Linked DNA regions of Mus musculus: region 1 is linked to region 2. The links are chromatin contacts, called in public Hi-C maps. All regions are on one chromosome and are shown on one strand. Each heading gives the region's core, a stretch centred on a gene start, on an enhancer-like site or on the middle of the called end of the contact. The rest is flanking DNA. Distances are from core to core; before and after follow the strand shown.

Region 1 (2,700 bases), core at 188-2,687, 95 kb after region 2:
CCAGGACAGCCAGAGTAACACAGAGAAACCCTGTCTTGAAAAAAACAAAAATAAATAAATACATACATATAAACGTATGTACATATAACAAAACACTAAAGTAAAAAATTTAAAAGTATGTCCAACAAACAAAGAGCCACATGCCTCTATGGAGTGAGGCGTCTGAGAGCAGAGCGGTGTTAGAAACACAGCCCATTCCCTTGAGGCGGCTGCTGCTCTGGTTACTAGCGCAAGGGTGACTCCTCTGTGAGGCATCTTTAAACACTAGGTCTTTGCGGCTTTGTTGCACCAATGTTCCAAGGTGTGTACACTCTGCAGAGTCTTAAGCAGTAAACTGAAACACACCAAATCGTGGCAGGTCTTTAGAGCCCACAGGTAACAATAGCGAGCATTTATTCAGCATGTGCCTCAGGGTGAGGGCCAGCTGAAGGTGTCTCTGACTGCCAGGGAGACACTTGGCAGCTGAAGAAAGCCTCGCTTTAGTAGTGAAACCTGCGTCCTGTGGAAGGAGTTTCAGGCACCCATGCCTGTTTAGCCACTGTTGGTGTTGTTGCTTGAGTTAGGTGTTTTCTTTGGGGGGGTGGGGAGTGGAGCAAATTTTTACCCTTCCTCCATTCTGCCACTCCCAGGAAACAATGAGCTCCTCTGTGGAGACTTCTCATTTGACAGCTTGTCACCCTAACCCTCCTTCTCGTGTTCCTTCCTGAAAATCCCATCTGTGGCTTGCTCTGTCTTTCAGTTGGCTTTGCCATGCCTGTTTAGTTTTGTTTTTTAGGTTTGTTTTGTTTTGTTTTGTTTTTTTGTTTTGTTTTTTGTATCTTTGCTACTTTTAAAACAGAGCAGAACAGCTGTGGCTCTGGCCTGCTGTGGAGTAGATATTTGGAGGCGGTGTGAGGCCTTAGAGTCAGGGGTTCTTATAAATGGAAGCCACAGGTCTCCCCAGCCTTTTGTTAAGCAGATGAGGACTTGACCCCTCTGTTAGTCCACAGACTTCGCCTTCAGCCCTTCTCGTGCTTCCAGAACTTTTGGTTGGCAGTCAACTTGCTGCTGAGTCTCCTTTGTGACCCATGTGCTCTCTCACCTGTCCTGTTCTGTACCGTGGGATGGAATGTGGTCTGTGTTTGTCTTTAGTCACGCCCCCATCCAATTCTGCATAGTTCTGAGCACACATTCTGCTTCTTTGGGACAGCAAGTGCCAAATCACTGCATCTGCCAAGTGTCCTTAGGTTCACCAAGTCTGGGCCGTGGAGCACAACAGAGGGAAGGGGAGCAGGTAGGTCCCTCCAAGGGTTTTCTCCTCCGTGCCTCCCTTTTATCTCGGTGACTTTTCCCCTGGCTCTCTGCATGGCACAGAAACCGAGACGCTGTGTGGGCGGTGTGGGAAGCGGCTGTGGCAACAGCGTGCTGACTCGAGCTTGTTTCCCCTTCAGGGAACGCCCCTCCTGGCCGTGGGAAGCCTGCGAGTCAGTACTTTTTCTCCTCCCACGTCCCTGCCCGCCCCACCCCTTCCTGCCGGGTCGGCTCTTTTCTTTTGATGGTCATTTGATAGTCTGAGAAGTTACCAAAATGCTCAGCTGCGCCCTTCAAGCCCTTGGAGCAGTTGGCAGTTCCTGGTGACAGTGTTCTTGTAGTTGTAGTGTCTTTAGGACAGCATAGTCACCTCCCACCAGAGCAGGGAGCAAGTGTGACGCACCTAGATTATCTGGAGCATCAGAAATGGAACTAAATGCTGCCGAGTGGGTGACTCAGTCTCGATACTGTCTCGGCTCCATACACTCATTAACTGCACGTGAAGTGGGGTGCCAGGGAGAGGAGGTGCACGGGGTGGGGGTGGGGGGACAGGGCAGGTTTATTTGTTTGTTCTGGTGGAGGTTGGGGGAGGGCTGTGTAAAGCCCAATAAATGATCCCTACTAATTAGACATTTGGCCAAGAACTGGATCTTGATTTACAGTTTAAAATCTTACACTATCAGCTTCAATTCAGGTACTTAGCCTCTTTGACATATACTAGGAAAAAAAAAATGGTGATTTTACTCTGTCTAGTTAGTGCTATTGGAAATGAGGGGGAAATATTACCAACGTTTTCATTTCATCTGTTGGACAATTTCTCCCCATGAAGAGCTACTTAGAAAGACCTTTGTACTGATTTGGGTGATTAAACTTGAATTTATCCTATAGTTTCTACTTTCCTTTTAGAAGATAGATTACATTCTAGAAAGTAGCTTATAGATATTATCTGTATTTGACTAAGTTGAATTTTGATACATAAAAATAAAAACAAAGGAGAGTCCCAGAGGCCACTGGGATTGTATCCAAGATGGCTGTCTCTGTGTCTCCTGGAGCCATGTGGCCATCAGCTAAGTCCTGCAGCTCGTTTGCAACAAGTAGGAATTTGGCACAGACAATCTGCTTGGTTTGAAACTGGGAGACCTTTAATTCATGCCTCATGATCAAGGTGACCTTCGGCTCCATCTTCTGTGTAGGTGTCTGTTTCCCCTTACCCTCCCACGTCTCCAGGTTTACACAGGTGGCTCTCCATGAGGGGCTAGGAATGGTCTGGCTCTGGAGTCCTGGGAGCTGGGCCCTAATAGGGCTTTGCCATCTCTGTCTCTAGTGAGATTATGAGAGCCAGGCACCATGGGTAGTGTGTGGCATCCATGGGAAGGGAGACATTGAGGATCAGTGCATATGGAGAATGTC
Region 2 (2,700 bases), core at 6-2,505:
CTGCTGAACCATCTCTCCAAACCCATGATTTTCTTATTTTTGTCTCTTCCTACCATAGTATTGATATTAAAGTCAATTAGCCTCACTTTATTTAGTACCTCTGTAAACTACTAAACTCCTAGCACGTAGTAGTCCCAAGGTGGGAGGAGGCAAAATAGGTTTAGCTTTCTAAATTATGACCCTTTATTTTTAGTACCTTCATTAATTTGCAAATTGCAGAGACCCCCTCTCCTCTGGGCTTGGAGATCCTTTCCCTCTAACATCTATAATATCAAGAGTTTCCTTTGTTCTCCAGAGTGCTGCAGGATCCTTGACATATCCCAGCCTACCCTGCTGGGGACCTTATCATCTGAAATCCATCTCAGCTCTTCTCTACTGCCCCTGGAAAGAATTTTTAGTATCTAAAACAAATGTCAGGCTCTGGTGGCACAGGCCTTTAATCCCAGCACTCAGGAGGCAAAGGCAAACACATGTCTCTGACTTCAAGGCCAGCCTGATCTACAAAGTGAGTTCCAACACAGACAGGACTACTCAGACAAACCCTGTCTGGAAACAAATAAGCAAAAACAATTAAATAAACAGATATAAATGTTCACAAAGGTGGAGACTTATTTTGTTCACAGGAAAATCTAAAACAACTTTAGTTTATGGAATGAAGCAGGGGATTAGTGTGTTCAACGAGGGAACAAGAGATAAATGTATTAAGAATTTATTAAACGAGACATAATTATATTCATAGGCAAACATATATTTTTTACACAGGAGGAGGTGAAGGTACAAGAAAGAAATAGAGTTATGACTAGAAATCTTGGTCTGGGGATGTTCAGTGGTGTGGAGTTCTTGGCGAGCATGCACTAGGAGGGTTTGGTTCCTAGGATCTGGGAAGTTAAAAAAAATTTCAAATAGACAACCAGTTCTAGTTCAACAACCTGTGTTCAAACACTGAGAACACATTTTGTAAAACCCAGAAGCCGGAAGTCATGGCACACGCCTTTAATCCCAGCTCTCAGGAAGCAGAGGCAGGTGGGGTTCAAGGCCAGTGTAGTCTCCTGAGCTGAGTTCCGGGAAAGCCAGAGCCACAAAAACAAAACCACAGAAAATCCTCGTAGGTCTGAGCTCTGTCACTGGGGCCTGGTCCTGGTCCTGTACTGCCTGCCAGAAACCTGGGTCTTGAGTCCCACAAGGGCAGCACAGAAGACTCCTGGAACGCAAAGGCAGAGGCTGTGTTTCCGACCGGAGCGCTCTCCCCGTCTCTCCCGGAAGCGGCGCTTGCTGTTTGGGTAACGGTGTCTGCAGCGGAGCCTCGATGGATGTGGAGGAGGTGGTAAGGACCTAGAGGAACGCGTGCAGCTCCCACTCGCGTTCCCTAACTCAATGGGCCAGGGATAGCCAGGAGGAGGAGGAGCAGCGCCCAGGGCAGGCGTCGGCTCGGGGCGGTGACCCGCATAGGGGGCGGAGCGAAGGGGCGGTGGCCACTTGGGCCCCGGAACCTGGCTGCTTGTCCGCTCTGGGAGGTTGCGGGTGGGATTGGGTGGAGTGTTTGTTCAGAGGGGCCGTGGGCCAGAAAGAGGATGAAACTGTGGGCTTGTGGGTTGGCCACCCCCGTGGCTCCTTGGAGGAGACCACCCAGCAAAGCTCCCTTTGATGCTGGTTGCGCGTGAGGAAGAGCAGGACCTGGAACTTGGGTTGCCTCCAAGTAATCCCTGTCAGCCTGTCTAGGGTACGGACACCAGACTCTTGCCGAGGACGTTCTAATGTGCTTGCTATCTTAGGGTTTCTATTGCAGCGATGAAACACCATGACCAAAAAAGCAAGCTGGGGAGAAAAGGGCTAACACTTCTATATGATTGTTCATCATCTAAAGAACAGGGCAGGAACTTGGAGGCAGGAACTGATGCAGAGGCCATGGAGGGGTGCTGCTTACTGGCTTACTCCTCATGATTTGGTCAGCTTACCAGGTTCTGTAAAACCTAGAGCTACCAGCCCAGAGGTGACACCACCCACAATGGGATGGACCCTCCCTCATCAATCACTGATTAAGAAAGTGCCTTACTGGCCTACCTGCCACCTGATGGTATGGAGGTATTTTTCTTAATTGAGCTTCCCTCATCTCAGATATCTTCAGTTTGTGTCAAGCTGACACAAAACTATCCAGCACACGTGCCCACACCTCACTGTAAGAGTGGTTAGGAAGCTGCTGCACTTTGCATGCACTGTGAACATGATGGGTGTATTCAGTAGCTGACCCATAAGTCAAACACCAAAGAATTAGGAACCAGTTCTCTGTGTGTGCACTGACAGAATAATGATAGAGGGACTCAAGGTAGACAGTAGATACTATCTGTATCCATGACAAATGTAATAATGTCTATATAATACATTGATAAACCTAAAATTATAATCCATATAGACCATAAGTGGACCATATGCTCCTTTTGCTTCCAGTAGAACCCCTAAGCACCCAGTTAAACGTTTGGTACTCATACAGTTGATACCCTTTATATGGTTGGATGAATAAATCAAAACTCGACACATCTGCCTCAGTGCCCCAAAGAAAAAGTCAACAGTGTTTTCAATCTTTGTTTGCTTTGATCATCCATACGGTGGGTCATCCTTTTCTCCCTCAGCTCTCCCAGAGAGTTTACCTATATCTTTGTTTCCAATCTAGCCCTGTCCACCTTTCTTTCTTTGTTCTCACTC

What was found. A called contact is a pair of places that touch in the nucleus more often than the background predicts.
Region 1: a Hi-C map of the G1E-ER4 cell line shows a contact between it and region 2, with 2.6 times the contacts expected there. The contact joins the enhancer-like site here to the promoter of Taf1b in region 2. A contact is called at or near these places in 10 of 39 promoter capture datasets (the 3T3-L1 cell line, the C10 cell line, cranial neural crest and 4 more), 105 of 484 Hi-C or Micro-C datasets (the 3T3-L1 cell line, the AML12 cell line, B cells and 59 more), 12 of 115 datasets of contacts at active chromatin or transcription factors (the HPC-7 cell line, astrocytes, bone marrow-derived dendritic cells and 8 more) and 4 of 9 other capture datasets (adipose tissue, liver, macrophages and 1 more).

What each region holds. Positions count from the first base shown.
Region 1 is chr12:24,591,909-24,594,608 of GRCm38.p6, forward strand. The region is part of intron 8 of Grhl1 (grainyhead like transcription factor 1); the gene reads left to right. Among named protein-coding and RNA genes, the nearest start is that of Grhl1, 21 kb to the left of the region's middle. Within about 2 kb of position 1,438, at least 246 of the 459 cell types and tissues checked have an H3K27ac peak or open chromatin away from gene starts, as enhancers often do. A contact at or near this core is called in B cells, CD8 T cells, the CH12 cell line and 37 more, where this site is marked.
Region 2 is chr12:24,497,326-24,500,025 of GRCm38.p6, forward strand. Taf1b (TATA-box binding protein associated factor, RNA polymerase I, B) reads left to right here and starts at 1,256. Exons shown (of 15, transcript NM_020614.2): 1 at 1,256-1,324. The coding sequence starts at 1,307.